Regions from separate parts of the Mus musculus genome. Here regions 2, 3, 4, 5, 6 and 7 are each linked to region 1. A link is a contact called in public ChIA-PET, HiCAR-type, HiChIP or PLAC-seq and promoter capture Hi-C data. All regions are on one chromosome and are shown on one strand. Each heading gives the region's core, a stretch centred on a gene start, on an enhancer-like site or on the middle of the called end of the contact. The rest is flanking DNA. Distances are from core to core; before and after follow the strand shown.

Region 1 (3,059 bases), core at 296-2,795:
GCAAGGCTGAGCCAGGTCACACCAGCACATAACACTCTTAAATGCGGTCATCAAAACAAGGCATGTTCCCAAAGACAGACAATACTTTTGAATTCAAACAGTAAAAAGCAGGATCCCGTGTCCACCTTCCCCACCTCATCCCAAAGCCCAGGCTCTCTAACAAAGGGTCGGTCCTCTCTTCATCAGAAAGAACTCTCCCAACCCCTTACCAAATCCCTTCCTAGGGAAGGTACAGAAATGGGCCAGGGGACCTGTTTTGACTTGAAAATAGGAGTAATGGTGTGTAAAGCAAGATCCTCTAAAAGGGAGTTGAATTTCTGGGCGGGTGCAAATGTGTGCTAAGATGGGTCCCCCCCACTTTCTAAGTATACGGCCAAGCTCAGTCCCTGTGCAAACCTAGGACTCCGTCTTGGGAACTAATATATTCTGAACCCTCAGGTCTCTGAATAGCGGTCTCCTACCATCCTGCGATGCAACTTTACAAACCCTGAGAAGCCCTTGGGGACCCTAAGACTCCAAGGGTTCAAAGAGGGGTCTCACAGCATCTCTGACCCCATCCTTCATGAACTCAGGAATTGCTCTTACAGATCTGCCTCAGTTTCTAGAACCCCATGGGTCCTAAGGGGGTGCCTAAGTGAAAACCCAGGAGTGATTCTTGGGGACATCCTCATAACATTCAAGCTCAGGCCTTTGGAAAACTAGGAGACCTCTCCAAATCACAAACAGTCTTGGACTTTAGAGTGGTCCTCAGAATGCAAACCCTATATCTTGAATGGAAATAACGGGTGCAAGCTCGGGGGGTGGCTCTTGGGGACACTGTCCCAGACTGCAACCTTTATGGGTCCTAGAGGAATCCTCTAGTACACCCAGGAAAAAAATCGTGGGAACTCCAAAGCTGCAACCCTCCTAATAGAGAAGACCTGGTGCAAGTACAGGGGTGGGTCTCAGGGACCCCAAAGGCTGCAAGCCCTGGTACCCAAGAGAAACCGTCCAGTGCAAAGTCTAGTTTTCGGAGATCCCCCCTTCAACGCACCCTTAACTACACGCACGCAGAGGGTCACCCTCACACCGTGACGGCCCCAGACTCCCCGCCCCGAGCCCGCCGCCCACGTGACCCTCCCGCGACCCCGCGCGCGCCGCTGCCCCCTCCCCCGCGCGCGCGCACGCGCCCTCGCGGCCCCCTCACCTGGCGGGCCCGCTGCACGGCGTCGGCGAAGGCGTCCTTGCGGATCCCAGGGCCGCCGCCACCGGGAGGCTGTGAGGGGCCCCCGGACGCGCCTCCTCCACCCGGGCCGCCGCCGCCAGGGCCTCCGCCGCCCCGGTCTCCCGCGCCCGGCGGGCCCGGCGGAGGGCCTCCTCCCGCACCCGCGGCTCCCCCTCCGCCGCCAGCGGGAGGCGGCGGGCCGGGCGGGGGACCTCCGGTGTTGTAGTCCGACATGGCGCGGCGGGGACGGGCTTGGTGCGGAGGCTTCAAGCTGAGGAGGCGGAGGCGGCGGCGGCTCAACGCGGGAACAAGGCCTCGCTCCACACGGCCGCGGAGCACGATGGGAAGCCAGCGGCTGGGAAGGCGACGGGGAGGGGGGGTCGCGGAGGGGGAAGAGGGGCACCTCCTCCCGCCACCGGCTTGACGGACGCCGAGGAACAGCCAGTAGTATACGGCTACCACTCTACGCCCGCCAATCGTGGGCCGTAAATCCGGGCGACCAGTCAGAGCTTCGGAAGATGCAGGGGGCGGGAGGCGCGGTGTGACTGACGAAGATAGGACTCAATAAGCCCAGGGCTGCTGGCGCTGGGCGGGCAATTGGAAGTCACGCGAGAAGTCAGGAGGCCCAATGAAGCGCGAGTTCCACCTTCTCGGGGCGGCTCTAGGATGAGAGTGACGGCTCTGATCAGTCACGTGGCCTTGAGGGCGGAGCCTATGAAAATTCTCTGGGATGAGCTGGGCGGGCGCTCGGCAAGATAGTCGTCAACACCAGCTAATGAATACACTTAGGAGGCGGTGCTTGCTAAGATTGGCAGTCATTTGATCCAGTCCCCGAAGCATTTTGGAGGATGCGCTTGGATTTGGACGTGACTTTTCTCAGAATCCTTGTCCTCTGACTTCTGAGCCAATGGCTGAGCGACAAGGGCAAGCGTTCAATGATTGACCCCTCTGTGGACAAATAGCAGTAACAGAAGTAATAGTGCCCGCTTGCTGAGAGCCAGTGAAAGCGCATCTGCATTGGGGTGGAACCCGCTACCAGGCGGCAGGAGCGGATTAGTGGGAGCAGAAGTGAGTGGCAGAGGACGTGGGAGGTAGTGCTCAGCAGCCGGAACTATGGGCAGGACCTTAAGTCAGCGCCCCAGTAGCCTGGCTTGGGGAGGCCTTGCCCGTGGCCTGCCCGAAGCCTTGGGGGGTGGGGGGAGTGGTGGCCCGAAATTGGGTGAAGATTTTCCCTCAAAGGACCTTCACTTCCAAGACTCATGACACCAACTCCTCAAACTTCAAGCCTATTCCCAACCTCGACCCAGGCCCCCCACAGGGGTCCAAGTCTCCTGCTCCCAACCCTGGACTAAGAAGGAACCCCAAGTTCCCACAGGAGTCCAAACTTCCAGTTGCCACCCTGGGCCCAGAAGTCCCAGGTCCATTTACCGGAGTTCAAGACCCCTAGAGCTCCTAGCCTGGACCCCAAAATCTCAGGTCCTCCTGATCCCCAAGTCGTCAGGGTGGGGGTTGAACTTAGGATCTCATAAATGCTAGGCAAGCACCCTAGACGATACACCCCATCTCCCAGCTCCCACCCAGAACCAGCTAATCTCAGACACAGACGTCCAAAACTATCTTTATTCATTGTCTGCATCTTCTCTTGAACAAGCCTGCAAAAACCCGGCTGGAATCCCAACTCAGAATCCCAATTGGAGGACTCCCAGCGCTTTTCTAATCCGAGTCCTGGGTGGTTTTTGCAAACCAAAATGGCCTTAAAGCCTGAGCCTTGGAGTGCTTTTTGAGACTCAGGGACACTGGGTCTTCCATTCTCTTCTTGTTCAGGGCAGGTCATCTGCTCAGGACTTGTACACCC
Region 2 (3,059 bases), core at 215-2,714, 990 kb before region 1:
CAGCAGGATTGGCTCCACGAGACCCACACAATTCAATCAAATTATATTCTTCAGCAAGTCAGAGATTTGATGAGGTCCGTGACACTAGAGCACTCCTTACCTTCACTGAGCCCATGGCCCAAAAGCAATTCATACAACTAATTCATTAGCTAAATAACCCACTTACTAGCCACAGCTTCAAGAAAACTGTTGCAGGCATTCGAGCTGTTTGCAGATAAAGAAAGGTTTCTTCCTCCACCTAACAACAGCAGCAACAACAACAAGAAAAGATTTAGAAACTAGTGATTGGGTTCCAGATCAGCAAGGCTACATAGTGAGATTCTGTCTTAAAATTAAAAACAAAAACAAAAGACAGAGGCAATTATTCTTTTGTTGTTGTTGTTGTTTTTGAGACAGGGTTTCTCTGTATAGCCCAGGCTGTCCTGGAACTCACTCTGCAGACCAGGCTGGCCTCAAACTCAGAAATCCACCTGCCTCTGCCTCCAGAGTGCTGGGATTAAAGGCCGGCTGAAAAACATTTTTTTATACATCGTATCACTGGCTGTCTTGGATCTTGCTATGTAGATCAGGTTGTCCTCGAACTCAGAGATCCACCTGCTTGTAAATCCCAAGTACTAGGATTAAAAGCATGAAGCACCAGACTCAATTTTTTTCATTTAATATTCTTCAAAGTAATTTACACGAAAAGAAGGAATATATGGTTGAAAAGATTTATAATTTTACAATAGAAAAACATTCCTAATTTTAAAATAAAGCAAATTGTTAATTTATTAAAAAGTGGTTCATCATTTCAAAAATGAAATGCCCAGCTGTAACATTTTTAGAAAGAGTTTATATCCGGGCAATGGTGGCACACGCCTTTAATCCCAGCACTTGGGAGACAGAGGTAGGCAGATTTCTGAGTTCAAGGCCAGCCTGGTCTACAGAGTGAGTTCCAGGACAGCCAGGGCTACAAAGAGAAACCCTGTCTCGAAAAAAAATTATAGTTAAAAGAGAAATTAATGCAAGAAATAAAATTAAAGGAAGTAATTCTCTAATTACAATGGCTACTTTCAACCCGTCACTATTATACCTTAATTCCCATTACTCTTCCAATGGGTAATTTCAAGTTGTCACTACTAATCTAAACGTACCCTTCCCACCTCCTGGAACGCATATAGCCAATAAAAGGGGTGTGGGGGGTGTGCAAACGCTGATATTTTAGATTGACATTTCTTAGGATCAATAGAAATGCAGATCTTCCCAGCAGCTCCTGAACCGCCGGAAAGGAGCCTTCATCCGCCTCCCGCGGGATTTTCTAGCACATAAACCGAAGTTCTCGCGAGGACGTACTGAGTGCACCTCTTTTTCCGGAGGCTGAGGTGTCACGTGACGCAAGCTCCTCCAATCGGCGCGCGGGCCGCGGTGGTTGCCGCGGTTCCCGCCAAATACGAGCGCGGCGGCCGCGGCGGCAGCAGAAGTGACACCGGTGGGAGGCGGAGTGTGCAGCCTGGCCGCCCGACTGAAGCCTGAGCCGCCGCCGCCGCCGCCGCCGCCGCCGCCGCCGCCGCCGTCGCGGAGATGTTGGAGGAGCCGGAGGCCGCGACGCGGACAGCCGCGGGTGGGTGAAACTGCCTAAAGGAGCGGATCCAAGCCTAAGTGGCCTCGGGGCGGAGACCAGGAGAAGGGAGGGCTCTTAGGAAACTGAGGCCTCGGGGAGGGGGAAGAGTCAGCTTCGCAAGCTCCCGAAGGCATCTTGTGTCGCCTAAATAGCTGGAGTAAATGGGGAAACCGAGGCCCCGAGTTGGATTTGATGGATCCTGAGTGCTTGTGTCCTCTTGAAATCAATTGGATCTTGTAGCAGCAAGTGGAGAAACTGAGGGCAAGGAGAAGAAAAGTCAGTCGTACAAGTTATTAAGTGCGTTTGTGAATTCCAGAGCAGTTCGGACCTTTGCAATGGGCGGGGAAATTGAGGCCCGTGCTCACTTGAGCTCTGGACACCAGAGTAGCAGCAACTCTGCGGGGCAGGGCTAGTCCAGGAAGGTCGGTTTGGGTGGTTAAAGCATAGCCAGGAACCCTTTCTGGGTCCCGAAAAGGGGCCCTTTGTGAGTGTGGTATGGACCAGTCGGGTACGTGTTAGGAGTCTTTGTAGCATGCGGTAGGCTTCCCGAAATGTGGGGTGCCTATTCCCCGCTAAATTGTATCCCCAGTGTGTGTTGAACGATTGAGGGGCTGGAAAAGACGAGGTCGGTCCTGATAGACTAAGATTTCTCCAATTGAGCACCACTGACTAGACAGCCCTTCTGGGTACATTACACTAGTCTGCAAGCTCGGAGATGAGGGGAATTGGGGATGGCCAATTTCAGGATGGAGAGCCGCATCCTCAATCTCCATCCACTTCTGGGATAACTCTGGCCCCTTTTACAGTTCTGATCATCAAAGATACACACACACACACACACACACACACACACACACACACACACACACACCCTTCACAGCCTGGTATTCCAGGAAGGCTGGAGCTGTTGTTCTGACTGGCTTGAGAATTTTATGTGGGCATTAATAGTCGTACAATTCCTGGACTCTCATGGAGCATTGTTTTTATTTAACCAAGGTGGAACGTTTAAAACCGACACTATTGCTCTGGCAATAAAGACCAGTTTGGTGTAGCAGTTCATACCTGCAGTTCAGCATCCTAGAAGCTGAGGCAGGAGGATGATGAATTTCAGGTTGATCTGGCCTCTGACCACCTGAATTGTATCCTGGGAAGAAGAGAATCAATTCCACAAGCCTGTATCCAATAAATTAATTAAAGTGGAATAAAACTTTTAAAGAAAAAAGTGTCCTTCGGGGGGGGGTGGCTTTTTTTTTTAAAATAGAAAATTGAGGTGATGTTACCTTCCATTCAAATGAGAAGAAGGGAGAGTGTTCTGGGGGTCCGAGTCTCTAAGTTGGTGTGCCTGGGCTGTTTCTACTCTGGATAGCTGAGGTTGTAGGAAAGCTTAAGTCTGAATTGCATGCAACATTAGCAAAATGTATGGGAATTCACCCCAAATTACTGATGGAGTTTCTATGCA
Region 3 (3,059 bases), core at 377-2,876, 910 kb before region 1:
TTCTGACAGGAGGGACATGGCAGAGAAGGTGAGACCACAGGGGATCTGTGGCATTCTAGCAATTGAGCCCAGTTTCTCCCATCCTCTGCTGGGTCTCTCAGTTCAACCGGACTCAGAGTCTTGGGAACAACAGAAAAGTTGGGAGCCCACAGGGAACTACTTCTTCAGTCACACAGTCAGTCAAGGGTTTCTTGTCAAGTCAGGTGGGAGCTCTGAACCAGTGACCTGACCTTAGGAGACAAGGATGACCCCGAAGGTTGGAAAGGGCAGGGGGGTGGACAGAATTAGGGACCTAGAGAGGACCCAAGAAGGGATTTGGACTCACTACGTGTGGAGTCGATCCCAGCACAGCATAAACCGTGTGGTGGTGCATCATCCCAGCACTCAGAAGGCTGAGGCAGGAGGATTGCTGAGCATTTCAGGCCAATCTGGGCTACAGAGCAAAACCCTAACTCAGAAATTTTTTAAAAAGAGAGGTGTGGGGAAGCATTTGTGAATGGGCCTGGGAGGGACACCTGGTTCTGAAGATAGCAGAGACTGACTACAGACCAAGGTGGTAGGGACTATGGTAGGGACTTAGACTCACACTGGGGCTGCAGGTGCTCCAGCAGTGGCTGTGCGTGGTCCAGGGCACAGGTAGTCACACTACACACACAGTGCTCAGCAAGGCGGCAGGCGGAGCCCAGCAGCGGGTGCCTGTCCTTGGCCGAGTTGTAAGCACTGGACACGGCAGTGCACGTGGCCTTGACCAGGGGCAAAGCCACCACTCGATTCACCACATTCTGCAGAGAACAGTTACATCAGGGCACAGCCATACCCCGATTCCCTTCATTGTGCTAGGCTGGGGGACACAAAGCAGGTCGCCTACCAAAGGCTGCAGCATGCAGCACACACACAGCAACAGGGCAACTTCTGGACCTACAGATGAGGCCAGGGCGGGAAGGGGGGCTGTTTGGGTGACCTGCACACAGGTCTGGAGAAAGACCTGACTGCTTGGGGCCTTAGTTTCCCCACAGGTGTAATTGTACCCTAAGTTTGATGCTATCACTGTAGTGACTACAATAGGTGACACCTGGAGCTATGAGAAGGGACTGGACCTTGGTCGGGCAGGGACCCAGCCACGAACCCCCCAGCCCCCTGCTGTCGTCCTTCTTTACCTGCTGGTCCAGTTCTCCCAGGCTGGATCCAGGGTCCTGAGCTGTCTGATCACCGGACATTCTGGGGGGAGGGGGGGGTAAGACACAGAAAGAGAGGGAAACCCTGAGAGTCAGCCCTGTGGAGTATTCTGGGGTCCATCAGCAAGGCATGTACAAGGCCCAACACACAGAAGGTATACAATGAAAAATCTATGACTTTGTGGGAGGACAGGCGTGGGCCCTGGTGGGACGAGGATGAGTTCAAATGTCATTACCTGCTGTGTGGCGCTAGGGTGGTGTCTTCACCTCTCTGGTCCATTTCCAGTAGGGACAGACCCGCACACCAGCCCCCGTTGCAGAGGTGGGGGCAGCGGTCAGAGAATCAGATCCCTTTGACGGGCAGGAAAGTTGAGGCAAAGATTGCACGTGGAGCTCCGAGGTCACCCTCAGCTGTCCACGGTGACAGGGACGCTGACCTCAGGGCTCATGCCCTATGTATCCCCACCATGGCCGTCCCACTGTCCTCTGCGCCTGGGCCCCGCCCAACTGGGTCCTGGGCCCGGGCCCACTGGGCCAAGGGTCCTGCCACCTGCTGTGCCTGTGGCTCCTCGCATTCACCCCCGCCACTTCCACCCTGCCGAGTTTGGGTCAGGGCCATCCCTACCCCACCCTCTACCCTCGCCTGCGCCCTCACCTGGGTGCAGAGCTCAGATCCCGCGTGTATCCGCCCCCCGGCGCTCCCACCTGAGTCAGCCCTCCGTCCTTATAGCAGGTCTGGGTGGGGCCTCCGCACGCGAGCCAATGAGGCGCCGCCGGGGGTGGATCTGGAGCTTCCCCGCCCCCCACAGGCGCCATGGTTGCCATAGCGGCTCAGGGACGCTGAATCCTGGTCCAGTCACCATGGCTGACCTCAGACTAGGACTGAGGACTTTCTTTTTGTTGTTGTTGTTTGTTTGTTTGATTGGTTGGTTGGTTGGTTGGTTGGTTTTTGGTTGGTTGGTTGGTTGGTTTTTTCGAGACAGGGTTTCTCTGTATCGCTCTGGCTGTCCTGGAACTCACTCTGTAGACCGAACAGGCTGGCCTCGAACTCAGAAATCCGCCCGGCGACTGAGGACTTTTCTTCTTCTTTCTCCTTCTCCTTCTCCTTCTCCTTCTCCTTCTCCTTCTCCTTCTCCTCTTTTTTCTCCTCCTCCTTTTTTCTCCTCCTCCTCCTCCTTCTTCTTTTGTTGTTTTTTTTTTGTTTTGTTTTGTTTTGTTTTTTGTGACAGGTTTTCTCTGGCTATCCTGGAACTCATTTTGTAGATCAGGTTGGCCTCGAACTCAGAAATCCACCTTGCCTCTGCCTCCCAAGTGCTGGGATTAAAGGCATGAGCCACCACGCCCGGCGACTTTCTCATTCTTCAGTCTTTTCCGTTTGTTTTGTTTGATTCAGACTCTCTCTCTGTAGTCAAGACTTGACCAGAACTCACTATATAGCCCAGGATAGCCTCAAAGTAACCACATAGCCAAGGATGACCTTGAACGCACCACCCAGTGGCTAAGACAACAGATGTGCCACACCACACATGTTTATGTGGTGCTGGGCGTGAACCCAGATCTGTGGGTGCTCGGCTGACTGCCTTCTGAGGCCCACTTCCTTTGTTATTATTATTATTACGTCTATGTGTCCTGGTGTTTTGTTGATATGTTCCATCTGTCATGATCCACAGATGCCTGATCCCCACAGAGGCCAGTAAAGTTGACAGACCCCCTGTGACTGGAGTAACATGTGACCTTGAGCTATCATGTGGATGCTGGGACTGGAACTCCAGCCTGAGCTGTTAAGCCATGGGTGGTCTCTCTGGCCTCCATCTTATTTTTAATCTGCTGTTTAATCCTGAGAGCTGTTAAGCCTGTCAGTTCTGACCCCATTTTACAGATCAG
Region 4 (3,059 bases), core at 187-2,686, 890 kb before region 1:
GCAGTGGCCACCCAGCCAGAAGGCCAGGCCAGACAACATTAGGCCATGTCTAGGTCCAGGCCTTGAACCTCAAACCTCTCCCACTTCTAACCTCTGTAAATAGCCCGCAGGCAATCGTGCACCCTGAAAATCAGCCAGAAAACCCGAGTCCAAGATACAGAGAAAGAAAGGCACGTTGTAACCAGGCAGAGGCGCTCTGGCAAGTCCCTCCAGCCATTCTGTCCCCAGGGCCACCCTCCTCCACCCAAAGCTTGTTGGCCTGCAATATTGGGGTTCCCAACTCCATCACATTCAGTTTGGGATTGGGGCATCGAGCAGGTAAAAAATAAGAAGTTGGGGGTGACACAGACGTCAGGCAGTGTGACACAGACCTGCCAGGGTCCCGGAGACCTGGAGAGCAACACAGACCTCAGATGGGGAGCAACACAGACCTCAGGCAGGTGACAGAGACCTGGGAACCTCAGATGAGAGTGACACCGACCTTAGGCGGCGGGGGTTGGGGGTTCAGTGACAGAGACCAGGCAGAGAGGACCTGGGACCCAGGAGTCCCTCCCGACCTCAGGGCTGTTGTAGGCCTAGAATTCACCATCTGAGGCCAAGGTGGGGGGTTCGGCCTGGCAGCAGCCCTGGGGAGGCGCCCCAAAGTCGGCAGTGGAGAGCAGAATGGGGCACGTGACCCCCGCTCCAGGGACCAATCAGCACCGCGGTCGGCCAGGGGGGCCACGGTGGCACCCACCCCGCGCGGCTGCCAGAGACGCTCCTTTGTCCCATTGTCAGGCTTTGGGGGGGGGGGCTGGCAGCCCAGCTTAGGGCTGTGCTGCAGCGGGGGCGTTGGCCGCGGACTGCCCCCCCCCCATGTCAGTTGCGCGGCCGGCGAAGACCAGCCGGTACCCAAGAGCTTGGGGACAGCTGGTGCACAGGGCCGCGTGGGGACCCACGAAAGGTCGCGGCTATGTGTCCCGCCCCCTCCCCCGCCCCCATCAGTAGGCCGTCACCCCAATAATTCGAAGCCACTGTCAGTGCCCCGGCGCGATGAGCCGGGGCCTTGGCTGCAATCCCCGCCCGCTGCGCAGCCCGTTAGCCCCGCCCAGGGCGCTGGAGCTGCGACCGCACGCGGGGGGCCCCCCAAGCCAGTGCCGCTGCACGAGGCGCCCGCGCCCTGTGCGCGCCTGGTGCGTGCATGCCCACTGCATCTGTCCCTGCATCTGTCCCTGCGTCTGTCCCTGCGTCCGTCCCTGCGTCCGTCGCCGCATCTGTCCCCCGTGCATCTGTCCAAGGTGCGTCCCCGCGTCCGTCCCTGCACTCACCTCCAGCGCAGGCCGAGCACCTGCTCGGCTCGGCCCCGGCCCCGGCCCCGCAGCGTCTCAGCCCGGGCTCCCACGCGCGGGCGGCTCCCGCGGGGGCGCAGCGCGGTGTCCCGGCCGGGGCCGCATCTCTGCCGCCGCCGCTGCGACTCGCAGCTCCGCCACCTCCGCCCCCAGCGCCCGAGCTCGGAGCTTCGCAAAACCCGGAGCAGACCACCAAGGAGCGGAGCACGGACGGGAGGGGGCGCCTCCACCATCCTTGGCCTCAGTTTCCCTTTCTCTGCCTCCCACTTCTCTCTACTGGGGTGGTTCTGAAGACCACCGACTCCCGCACTGAGCTGGGCGCTGTTCTGACTCTGGGCATCTCCAGTATACCGTAGGCACTCCATAGATGTTTTCTGGTATATTCTAGTGAATTCCCAATTCATCTGACCAGTCACCCACACACAGGAACCTCATGGACGTGGTCCCACGGTCCTGGTGGCTCATGACATCATTGAGTCAAACCACCAAGGTCTCATTTTTTATTTATAATGATTGATTGACTAAGACAGACTCTCCTGGGGAGTCTAGGCTAAAGGCCTGCCCCAGCACGCCGCCAACACTCACTTTCTGAGGGACATTGGGACAGCAAGATATCTCTTTCCATGCCTCAGTTTCCCTCTGTCCAAAGCCCCTCCTCATCCCAGCCATGACGCTGAATGAAAACCTCTTTCCGATTGGGCTAGGCATTGCCTCAGAATACAGTAAGTATACTGATGGCACCTCCAGTATACAGTAAGCACCACACAACTGCTTTTGTAATTGTGTGTGGAGTTGAATCCTGCTCACAGGGTCGCCCTGAAGCCCATCCAGCTGAGGACACTCAACCAAAGGTTGGGACTGTGAGCTGCCCGGGACAGCCAAATCTGTGGGTGTCAGGATTTTAACTCTGACCTGTGCACACCCTGAGGGGCTGGAGCAGACTCCTTGGTGTCACCACTGTGGCGACAGGCTGAGACCTCACTGTGGCCCATCAGCTTTGCCGCATATCAGCCAGACACAGCTTCTGTGGAGAAACTGAGGCAGAAGATGAAGCCAGTTCTCAGCCTACTCTGCTTGGCCTATGAACCAATTTGTCCGGCAAACATTTATTGAGCGCAGCTCTAACAATGTTTTTCGGCCCAGGGGGGCGTCGGGGGGAATGGGAGGGTGGCTGCCAAGGTGACCAGTGGCTGCAAAAGTCAAGGTGCAGAGGGCTCAGTGGCTGCTGGGGGTGGCAGAGGGGGAGGGGGGACACCGGGCCCCTGAAGGCTCACGGGTGGATTTGGCAGGGAGTGCAAGGCAGAGTGGGGGTGCAGGGATGGCCTGTCCCCAGGGAGACCTGTCTGAACAAAGGCCCCATGGTCATGAATGACGCCTCTTTCACAGACCGGCCTGGAGGTCAAGTCGCCCTCCCCCAGCCGGCTCCAGCCGGTCTAGGAGCTGACCTGATAGCCATGGAGAGTCAAGAAGACAGGACCTTGTCTGAGTCCTCCAGAGTTAGCCCCAGCACCCCTTTCCTCAGCTGTGAGGCTCCAGGAAGATCCCGCCCCCTGGGCCTCAGTTTCCCTTGCTTCCGCCAGCGCTGCGTTCTCGCCCTGCTCCAGGCGGTAGAGATTCCAGTACGGATTTTGGGGACGCCCGAGGCTACCGACACCTTGTGCACGGCCGGTTTGCGGCCCAGGGGTGCGAGGGGGTCTAGGGAGACCGCAGGAGGGACAGTCGGCCTCAAAG
Region 5 (3,059 bases), core at 198-2,697, 870 kb before region 1:
CACTTGATCTAGAGGATCAAGCGCACCAGAGCACCTCTGCTAGACTCTGTGAGGACCTGGTGAGGGAGACACTGGCAGAGCCAGGGAAGACAGTCCACATCCTCACAAGAGCCCACTCAAGGCTTCACTGGGGAATTCTAGGCAGAGGCTCCACCCTGTCCACGACCCAGCCTCTCACCACGGGACTCTAGGCAAGTGGGAGGGGTAGGCTCTAGCCCTGAACCCACACAGCTGGGTTTGATCCCCACTTTATCACACCTATGATATCTGTGGGTTCCTCAGACTCTAAGTGCTCAAAAATCAGAAGCCCCCAAACCTGCTTCAGTGACACCTGCTTCCCCCCACACACCTCAAAAACACACTAATTGCCCTGGCTCATACTGGGGTATGAAAAACCTAGAGCTGTGGTCTCTGTCTTTGATACTGAGCTCTGTCTAGGGTCCTGTGTGGCTGTCACAAGGGTGAGCTCCTGGTACAGAGCAGATAGAGGCCATGTTCAGCACCCGGCAGAGCTGGGATGGCTACTGAACTTGTAAGTTCCTGGCCCAGAGCACAGACAATCTGAAATCAGGAAAGCCACTTGGGTCTGTGCTGCTCTAGGCAAGTCACTTAAGGTTTCTCTGGGTCTCAATTTCTATCTCTCAAAAGCCTGGATTTAGTTTTGTGTGTTAAGGCTCATGCAAGGAAGGTTAGAATGCAGTCAGCAAACACCTGAGGGGGCTTTCTGAAGAGGGAAGATGGCAGATGAGGCTTTTCCAAGTGTCCTTGCTGTGACAGGGCCATCCAGGCACAGGAAGTGCAGACCCGTGGTTGAGTTGGGGTGGAGTTTGGAGTAAGGTGGGGGTGTTGGGGATGGGTTGGGGGTGGTGGGAGTGTGGGAATCACTCCCAGACTGATTTTCCAGGTCTCACAGCTGCCCCCTGGGAGGTAGCTGGCCCTGTCTGGCCTCTGTCAGGGAGGTCATCACAGTGCCTCCCCCCTTACTCCAGAGACACCAACTGAAAGAGAGTCTCCGCAGTACTCAGGAACCCCAAAATTGTTGCAAGGCAAATGTTGGGGTGCATTTGTCATGGGAGTCCCAGGTGACACTCTAACTACCTAGTGGGTAAACTGAGACCCGCTCAGAGGGATGCAGGTGTCTCGCGGAGGCGCCTCTCTTCGCTTTGGCCTCTCAGATCTCTGTCGCGCGGTGCACGTATACCCCATTTTTCTCTGTCTCAGTCTCCTTCCTCTTCCTTCCAACACTTTCCCGCCACGGCATCCCTTGCGCTGGGCACCCAGCGCCGGCGCTATTCCGGAGGAATCTCCCGGCCGCAGACCACGCCCTCGCCCACGCCCGCGTCATGCCTCCCACCTCCTGGCAGAGGCTTGCTGCCATTGGCTCCTTCGTACACTGCCTGTGCGCTACCATTTGCTGAGCCAGTGAGCGTTTAGAGGGGGCGAGCCCTTTCTCGGGGGCGTGGCCTCCTAGCCAGCGGCCGGGCTCAGATCCAGCGGCCAATGCCTCTGGCCCCACAGAGGCACCTACAGAAAACTGAAGGCTTGACACATCCCGAGGAGCAGGTGAGCGATGGGGTCCTGCATTGGCTATCCTGGGTTCTTTCCGTCCCCTCCTATCCCCACACCGTCCTCTGTATATCCCGCCTCAGTTTCCTCTGTATACCTATTACTGACTGTGGGAGCATGGGTGTTGTGAGCAGGTTGCTGTGGGCTACTGTAATAGTCCTAACACATGTCCTCAAGAGGACACTTGATGGACTTGGCTCTGTACAAGTGTGCAGCCTGACTCCAGAATGGTCTAGGTATTCTCTGAGGTAGCCAGCTGGACCCCACTGTGGCTCTGGCTGGTGCAGGGTTACCCTGACTGGGACTGGCACTTCAAGCTTCCCATTGCCCGAGGGCTTGAACTCAGTTTTACCATCTGGGAACTGGGACAGTGGCTGTCACATAATTGGCAGGTGACCTGATCCAGGTCTGCAGCCTCCTGGCTCTTTCAGTGTTGGTTTGGAGGATAAACTGGGGTCCAGAATATGGGCTGCGGATGGCCAGAGAGATGGAGACACTGTCTCCAGAACCATATTCTGGTTTGTCACCTTTGTGAGCAGCGGGGCTGGAGAGGGACAGGGTGGAACACTAAACTGGAAACAGGCCTCTGGGTCACTTCCCGAGCTCCAGGCTGTGACGCCTCTGAACACCTTGCCTTGGGGTTAGGACACAGCTCAGACAAACCTGACTCACTTGAACAAGTAACTTAATTATAAGCCTCAGTTTCCCTGTCTGACTTGGGACAGTTGTTTCGTGACTCCCTGAGGCTTCTTGGGGGTGCTTAAACAGACAAAAGAGAGGCTGAGCCAGGGTGGGCTACACACCGAGGCTGTCTCTAAAACAAAAGGGACCCTAGGGTGTAGCCCAGTGCGTAGAGTGCTCACCTAGTAAGCAAGAGGCCTTGGGTTCCGGCCCAAACACAACATATACCAGGACATTTACCCATTTACCCAGTGCTTAGAATAGAGGCAGGTGGATGCCTGTAAGTTTGAGGCCAGGTCTACAAAGTGAGTTCCAGGCTAGCCATAACTATGTATAGAGATCCTGTAACAAACAACAGCCAACAGAGAAAGAGAGAGAGAGAGAGAGAGAGAGAGAGAGAGAGAGAGAGAGAGAGAGAGAGAGAACAGGAATGTAGGCTTTGAGTGCCAAACTTCCTGTTTTTCTGTCCTGGGACCTCAAAGTGGCCGCCTCTTCTCCACATGGAATGTCCTTGCACTTGAGACCTTTGTGCGTGCTGAGCCCTCTACAACCCTGGCAGATCAACACAGGCAGCGACAACTTTAAAACATAATAAGTTCATGATCTGGGCCGCACCTAGGATGTGGGTGACTGGGAGGGATGAGGGCGGGGCCATGGGGACTGTACAATGTAACAGAACAAAGAGAGTCATCACAGAACACCTGCCCTGGGCCTTCCCACACATGGTGAGCCAGACTTGGGCCAGGGCTGCTAGTTCCGTAATGGGTGAGTGGTGGATCCTGAGGGTATGAAGAGACATAGAGACTTGTCCC
Region 6 (3,059 bases), core at 211-2,710, 850 kb before region 1:
GCCCTGAGGACTGTCCCAGGCTCTGGTGGCTCACTGATTACACATAGACTAAGAGTCAGGGATCAGCACTGTGGGCTGCTGATTCCATTAGGCGGAAGCCAAGGCAACTAGAAGTCCTTCAGGCTCAAGGGACTGGGACTTTAGAGCCTCGGGAGTCTGGCCACTTTCCCTTGACACCAGTCGTGTGACACCCTGAGGAACTTACCTCGTTGGTCCCTCCTTGGGAAGCGTAGGTGAATGTACATGTAAACTTGTTCTGTAGAAGGAGAAATAAAAGGAGGCTGAAGAGCAAAGATCTCAATACTCAGAACCAAGACCCTAGCATACTGGGCATGGTCCTGTATGCACATCATCTCTGGTATCCAGGAGGCTGACGCAGAACTGGGAACTGGGACATAAGCTAGCCTGGGTGACTTAGCAAGGTGCTGTCCCGATGTAAAACAGATCAAAAAGGACTGAGATATACATCAGCCCCTGCCCAGAAGGTCAAGGGTTGAGCCTGTCCAGAATCCAGCAGTGAGGGGTTGGGAGGGTGACTCAGGGGTGGAGTCCCACCTAGAATCCCCTAATGAGGAGCTAGGGATGTGGCTCAGGGGTGGAGCCCCTGCCTAGGGCGGGGCAGAACCCTGGCTCTGCCGATGTGAGACTCTAGGTTCCATCCCTCAGTACACCCTCCAGAGGCCACCAGATCTCTCTCCTCTCAGGAGCTCAGAACTTTGCTCAAATCACTGTGATTTCCTAGGAAGGTCAAATGGCCTTCAGCAATCATCCCTAGAACATCACCTATGAGGTCAGTACTCGGGGCTCCTGTTAGATACAAGCTTGTACTGCTTCCTGCCCACAACACAAACCTGCCAGAAAGCACAGGACTATAGTAATGGTCTCAAGAAATGGTCACTAGGGACACCGCTGTCCCAGAAGCCAAGCTGGGGCGGGCAGAGGCTAGGCTGACTGCTGGCTCGCTGAAAGGAGAGGTGATGGACTCGTGTAAGGCTTGGGGGGTGCTCCCGCTCTAGTCCGGGTTCAGTGAGTAACCCACGTGCGACCTGTATAGCCAGTCCCCTAGATCCGCTGCTCTTATCAACCAGTATTCCCTTTTCTACAATGAGATGGGCAAGGGGAAGTCGCCTTGCAGGTAGGGAGTGACTGACAGAAGACAGACGAGGCAGCCAGGTCCCTTCTTCAGGTAACCCTGCCTCTGCCACTCCACCCGGTCTCCAGGACCACCTGATCGGAAGTCCATAGGCATCGATTCCCGGGCAGGAGGCTTAGCACGTACCCCGGGTCCTACGTCCTGGGAGAACGAATGCACGACCCCTCCGGGCCTCACGTCAAATGGCACGGTGGTGGGCTCGGACACAGCGGCGGCCAATTTCAGCGCTGCGGCCGCCAGGACCACCGCAGTCCAGAAGCCTCCGCTGGGGGCTGCCATCTTGCTTCCGGGGCAATGCGCAGGCGCTCGCGAACGTGGAGTGACACGCGCGGGACACGTCAGCGCCGAACGGTGACAACGTCGCCCCGCCCGATTTGGCTGCCATGGTGGGGCGGGACTCGACTTGGCACGTGATGCACTACAGCGCCTCTGATTGACGCTCGCGGATGCCTGGAGGGCGACTTCGTCTTGGCGCTTGTTTGGGTTGGAGTTTGCAGGTAACTTTTGCCTCCCCCCCGGATATTTTTATATCTCACTTAAATGGGCTCCCGGACTCACTTCAGGACAACATGGGGGTTGACAGTGTTTAATTTTGTTAGATTATCCATTTGTTAATAAATATGGTTTATTTCACTTTTATTTGTCCTATTTTTTTGGTTTTGACGAGACAAGGTCCTGGAAATCTCTCCAGGCTAGCCGGGAACTCAGAGATCTGCCTGACTCTGCCACCTGAGTGCTGAGATTAAGGCGTAGGCCTCCACCACCACCTGTTGATTGTTTTTTGTTTTGTAACATATTTTACATATATGTGTGTGTGTGTGTGTGTGTGTGTGTGTGTGTGTGTGTGTGTGTGTGTGTGTATTAAGGTTTGTTTTTTGTGTTTTTTTTGGTGGGGGGTCTCTGTAGCCCTGGCTGTCCTGGAACTCACTCTGTAGACTAGGTTGGCCTCAAACTCAGAAATCCACCTCCCTCTGCCTCCCAAGTGCTGGGATTAAAGGTGTGCGACACCACTTCCCGGCATATTTTTCAAAAATATTTTATTGTGAGGGCTGCGGTGATGGCTCAGCAATTAAGAGCACTGGCTGTTCTATAGAGGACCAAGATTTGAAGCCCAGCACCCACATGGTGCTTTACAACTTTAACTCCATTTCCAAGAGATCCGATGTCTTCTTCTGGCCTCTGCAGGTACCAGGTATGCATGTGGTACACAGACAGACATGAAAATAATATAATAATAGCAATACTTTAAAAGTGAATTCTTCCGGTTTTGCAGCTTCCTATAGGTCACAGGTGTTGCTATGCTGTTACCGGACCTAGAGCATGCCTGGCCAGCCCTCTGCTGCTGAATAATTTTCCCATCTTTCCACTGGCCAGCGAGATGGAATAGTGAGTAAAGGGCTTGCAGCCATGACTTCAGCCCTGGTCACTAGATGGTGGTAGAACTGACTCCTAAAAGCTGTTCTCACTACATGTGAATTGGGGCAAGCAGCCTTGCACAACAGAAAATAAGTATCTTAAAATTAGACTCTACGGCTAAGTGATCCTCTATCTAGTTACAAGTACCTCATTTCCTCTCAAATGGCTGCTGATGCCACCTTAGCCTGCCCCATCCCAGTCCTCCTGTAGTCCCTGAGCGGTGCACCACAAAAGCCATCAGAGTAGTGGCGGGGTCCTCCTTTCCACCCCAGCCTATGGGCTGCTGCAGTAAAGTGTCCCACAAGTGCTGTCAAAAGTGGCAGCACCAGTGACATCTCAGCCTGCAGCCCTCACAGGAGCTGTCCACAGTGGCTCATCTCCTCCCCAGCCTACCCCACCCCCAGCAGTCCCACAGAGATGTCGCTTCAGCAAAAGCTGGCTGCAGCCAGAAAGGACTTTCCACCCTTAGCCATGGGCCTGATGCAGGGAA
Region 7 (3,059 bases), core at 277-2,776, 810 kb before region 1:
GCCCACCACAGAGCCTGCCTTGCTGCCCGACCCCAGCACAACTCACCTTCTAAAGGGTCCAAGGAGCTTCCATGGCAGCTGCAGGCGAGGGGCACGGACCTTAGAAGAACAAATGTGGTGTTGTTAAGGTGGGCAGATGGGAAGGGCTGGCAAGAATGAAGGGGTTGGTGAAAATGGGGTCTGGCAAGGATGAAGGGGTTGGCGGAAGATGAGGGGCTGGCAAGGATGGAGTGGTTGGTGTGAACTGGGGAACCAGTGAGGATGAAGGGGCCGGTGAAGATGGAGGGGCCGGTGATGTGTGTGGCTTCTTCTCACTCACTTTCCATGCGGGCGGGAGTCTCCGCCTGTGCCTAACCCTATCTACCTGGTTCGACTCTAACTGAGCCTCCCAGCCCCTCGGGGCTGCCAACATGCCCTGGGTTGTACTTGGAAGAGACGTGTCCCTCAGTGTGCGGTCTCCCTGGGACCCAGCAGGGAACTGGCGACTGTGGTCCACACCTCCTGGGCACCAGTCCCAACTCTTCGAAAGCAGGTTGGTGATTGCCCTGGGGGCTCCCGAGGGAGCCTGGGTAACAGGCAGCAAAAAGGCCGCTGAGGTCAAAGGCTGGGCAAAATCGTGGATGGGGAGGGGATGGATGGGCCTAAGGCCGAGATCCTAAGGGTGGGGCTCAAGATGCAGGGAATGAATGCTGGAAGCTGAGGGGGTTCAAGCTAATCCGGGGAGGAAAGGGATGAGACAGAGGATATGATTTTAGTCTGGGAGGGTATCAAGCTTGGCATGCGACAATGTGGAAACTGAGGCAGAGGATAAGGGCTGAGTGAAGGATCAGGCTTGGGGAGTGACCAGTCTTGGAAGAGTCAGGCTGGTAGGGTCATTTGGAGAGGTTCATGCTGCGGGTTTCAAGCTTTGGGGTATGAAGCTTTAGGATTTCAGGTTTGAGAGGAGGGTCAACCTGGACTATCAGGCCTTGAGGGAACAAGTTGGACGGATCAAGTTTTGGGGATCAGGCTTGAGGGATCAAGCTGGGAGGGGAATCAGGCTTGCGGGGATCCGGCTTTAGAAGATCAAGATGGAAGAGGATGAGGCTTGAGGGGATCAGGTTGGGAAGGATGAGGCCGGGAGGGAGGGTTTGGCAGAGACGAGGCTGGCGGAGGCTGGCGGAGGCTGCGCGGACGCCGGGCTGAGCCGCGCTCTGCGATGAAGCTGGCGGCTGCGTCTCCGCAGCGGTGCGGCAGCAGCTCTTGGGCGCGGCCCGGAACCGGCGAAGCGCGGCGACCAGAGCGGCGGGGACGACGAGGACAGGGCGCGCGGCGCCGAGGCGGGCGGACGGCGCCGGCCGGGGCGGGAGGCGGCGAGCCGGGGCCGGACGCTGCTCACCCGAGCGTGGCGCGGAGGACAAGCTGAGCAGGGCGTCCCCGGGGCCGGCGGCGCCTCACACGCGACGCTCCATGCCCAAGACGAGGGCCCGGAAGTGGCGGGCGCGGGGGGACAGCGAAGGCGGCGGACACCGGGGGGACCCGCCAGCTGCGCCTCCTTTGACCCGGAAGTTGAGCTGCAGAAGCAGAGGCTTTTGATTGGGTAACGTCAGGGCAGAACCAACGTCCGTGAAACTCTAGGGGACAATGCTCAGGAGCGTCTTAGGGCTGAAGGCAAGGCTGGTGGCCCCTTGCTGTCTGGGAGAGGACTGCGGGATGGACACCCCTGCTCCAGTTCTGCTGGCCAGCTCGACCCTGCAGTGACCTATTAAAAATATCTAAGAAAGCTGAGATATTGGTAGAATAGTGGTTAGGAAAGCTGCCTTCCAAAAGGTGGCCCCGGGTTCTAGTCCCAGATTGCTTACGCCGCTCATCCCAGCGCTCGGAAACTCTCCACTTAATCAGGCTAGCTTTGAACTCTAAGATCTGCCTGCTCTGTCTAGATCTCGCCCACACCATGTTTTACTTTGTTTTTTGTTTTTCGAGACGGGGTTTCTCAGTATAGCCCTGGCTGTCCTGGAACTCACTCTGTAGACCAGGCTGGCCTCGAACTCAGAAATCCGCCTGCCTCTGCCACCTGCCTCTGCATTAAAGGTGTGCGCCACCACGCCCGGCTCATGTTTTACTTCTTATCTGTGCATTGTGTCTGAGCCACGCGAGTGTGACAGAAGAGGACAATGGGTTTCTTTCCTTTTAATTTTTTTAAATTTATTATTATATCTAAGTACACCTAAGTACACTGTAGCAGTCTTCAGATTCGAGGGCGTCAGATCTCATTAAAGGTGGTTGTGAGCCACCATGTGGTTGCTGGGATTTGAACTCAGGACCTTCAGAAGAGCAGTCAGTGCTCTTAACCACTGAGCCATCTCTCCAGACCCACAATGGATTTCTTGTAACTGGAGTTAAGGCCACATGAGTGCTGGGACATGGACTCCCCTCCTCGCAGAGCCACCTCTCTCAAGCCTCTAAAGAGCTTTTGTAAATAAAGACACACTCCCCAAAAGTTATCCTAACAGGGTTCCTGCAGAAGGGCATCCATTGTTTGGTGAGTGACATTTAGTGAGCATCCTCCATTGTTGTTGAAGTGTCCCCACTTAGCTTCCTAGCTAGTTAACTTTTTGACCGGAAATCCTGAGAGCTACATTTTTAACATGATGTTGCAACCCTGTTCCCTTTCCAGGAACCCTCCCTGGAGACACCATTTGTTACACAATTACAGGACGTGGCTGAGGGCCTGGCGGCTCTCCTGGTCTTCCCCAGTTCCAGCCATCCTCTTCTCTCTCCTGACCCCTTTCTTTTCACACCCATTTTGGGGAAGAGTCTCATGTAGCTAAAATTTATCTTGAACTCCTGCCTCTTCCTCCCCAGTGCTGGGGTGACTGTACACCACCATGCCTGGTTAATGAGAAGCTGGGGATTGGGACTGAGCCTAAGCCCCAGCATCTGCTTGAACTTGAAGATGAACTTATGTGATGGGGGAGGGAGGGAGGAGGTCCTCTGGGGTCAAGGGTCAGCTCCAGCACTCAGAGGTGGAGACCTTTGACATGAACATGTACTACTAAAGACAGAAAGAGGGTGTCTTA

What was found. Promoter capture Hi-C pulls out the DNA fragments that hold promoters and counts their contacts. ChIA-PET counts read pairs in DNA pulled down with a chosen protein or histone mark. HiCAR-type assays count read pairs that join an accessible place to other places. HiChIP or PLAC-seq counts read pairs in DNA pulled down with a chosen protein or histone mark.
Region 2: a promoter capture Hi-C map of hematopoietic stem and progenitor cells shows a contact between it and region 1, with 2.8 times the contacts expected there. The contact joins the promoter of Chaf1a here to the promoter of Khsrp in region 1. A contact is called at or near these places in 9 of 39 promoter capture datasets (the C10 cell line, cranial neural crest, embryonic stem cells and 6 more), 1 of 484 Hi-C or Micro-C datasets (muscle stem cells) and 3 of 115 datasets of contacts at active chromatin or transcription factors (Th17 cells, large pre-B cells and pancreatic cancer cells).
Region 3: a contact with region 1 is called in a HiCAR-type map of astrocytes, with 3 times the contacts expected there. The contact joins the promoter of Plin5 here to the promoter of Khsrp in region 1. A contact is called at or near these places in 2 of 39 promoter capture datasets (embryonic stem cells and hippocampal neurons) and 2 of 115 datasets of contacts at active chromatin or transcription factors (astrocytes and pro-B cells).
Region 4: an H3K4me3 HiChIP or PLAC-seq map of stem cell-derived neural progenitor cells shows a contact between it and region 1, with 5 times the contacts expected there. The contact joins the promoter of Sema6b here to the promoter of Khsrp in region 1. A contact is called at or near these places in 3 of 115 datasets of contacts at active chromatin or transcription factors (large pre-B cells, pro-B cells and stem cell-derived neural progenitor cells) and 1 of 9 other capture datasets (adipose tissue).
Region 5: an H3K4me3 HiChIP or PLAC-seq map of bone marrow-derived macrophages shows a contact between it and region 1, with 6 times the contacts expected there. The contact joins the promoter of Tnfaip8l1 here to the promoter of Khsrp in region 1. A contact is called at or near these places in 1 of 39 promoter capture datasets (cranial neural crest), 1 of 484 Hi-C or Micro-C datasets (B cells) and 2 of 115 datasets of contacts at active chromatin or transcription factors (bone marrow-derived macrophages and pancreatic cancer cells).
Region 6: an RNA polymerase II ChIA-PET map of memory CD8 T cells shows a contact between it and region 1, with 18 read pairs. The contact joins the promoter of Mydgf here to the promoter of Khsrp in region 1. A contact is called at or near these places in 1 of 39 promoter capture datasets (embryonic stem cells) and 3 of 115 datasets of contacts at active chromatin or transcription factors (memory CD8 T cells, pancreatic cancer cells and regulatory T cell precursor).
Region 7: a contact with region 1 is called in a promoter capture Hi-C map of liver, with 2.1 times the contacts expected there. The contact joins the promoter of Dpp9 here to the promoter of Khsrp in region 1.

What each region holds. Positions count from the first base shown.
Region 1 is chr17:57,029,962-57,033,020 of GRCm38.p6, forward strand. It overlaps Khsrp (KH-type splicing regulatory protein), which reads right to left and starts at 1,546. Exons shown (of 18, transcript NM_010613.3): 1 at 1,187-1,546. The coding sequence starts at 1,438. Slc25a41 (solute carrier family 25, member 41) reads right to left here. Exons shown (of 7, transcript NM_175333.3): 7 at 2,811-3,059. The coding sequence ends at 3,035.
Region 2 is chr17:56,038,952-56,042,010 of GRCm38.p6, forward strand. Chaf1a (chromatin assembly factor 1, subunit A (p150)) reads left to right here and starts at 1,465. Exons shown (of 14, transcript NM_013733.3): 1 at 1,465-1,600. The coding sequence starts at 1,561.
Region 3 is chr17:56,115,672-56,118,730 of GRCm38.p6, forward strand. Plin5 (perilipin 5) reads right to left here and starts at 1,627. Exons shown (of 8, transcript NM_001077348.1): 1 at 1,412-1,627; 2 at 1,158-1,218; 3 at 587-782. The coding sequence starts at 1,455.
Region 4 is chr17:56,138,907-56,141,965 of GRCm38.p6, forward strand. Sema6b (sema domain, transmembrane domain (TM), and cytoplasmic domain, (semaphorin) 6B) reads right to left here and starts at 1,437. Exons shown (of 17, transcript NM_001130456.1): 1 at 1,308-1,437.
Region 5 is chr17:56,161,044-56,164,102 of GRCm38.p6, forward strand. It overlaps Tnfaip8l1 (tumor necrosis factor, alpha-induced protein 8-like 1), which reads left to right and starts at 1,448. Exons shown (of 2, transcript NM_025566.3): 1 at 1,448-1,563.
Region 6 is chr17:56,182,460-56,185,518 of GRCm38.p6, forward strand. Mydgf (myeloid derived growth factor) reads right to left here and starts at 1,461. Exons shown (of 6, transcript NM_080837.2): 1 at 1,280-1,461; 2 at 206-256. The coding sequence starts at 1,432. It also overlaps a transcript of Tnfaip8l1 not described here.
Region 7 is chr17:56,217,363-56,220,421 of GRCm38.p6, forward strand. Dpp9 (dipeptidylpeptidase 9) reads right to left here and starts at 1,527. Exons shown (of 21, transcript NM_172624.3): 1 at 1,379-1,527; 2 at 47-99.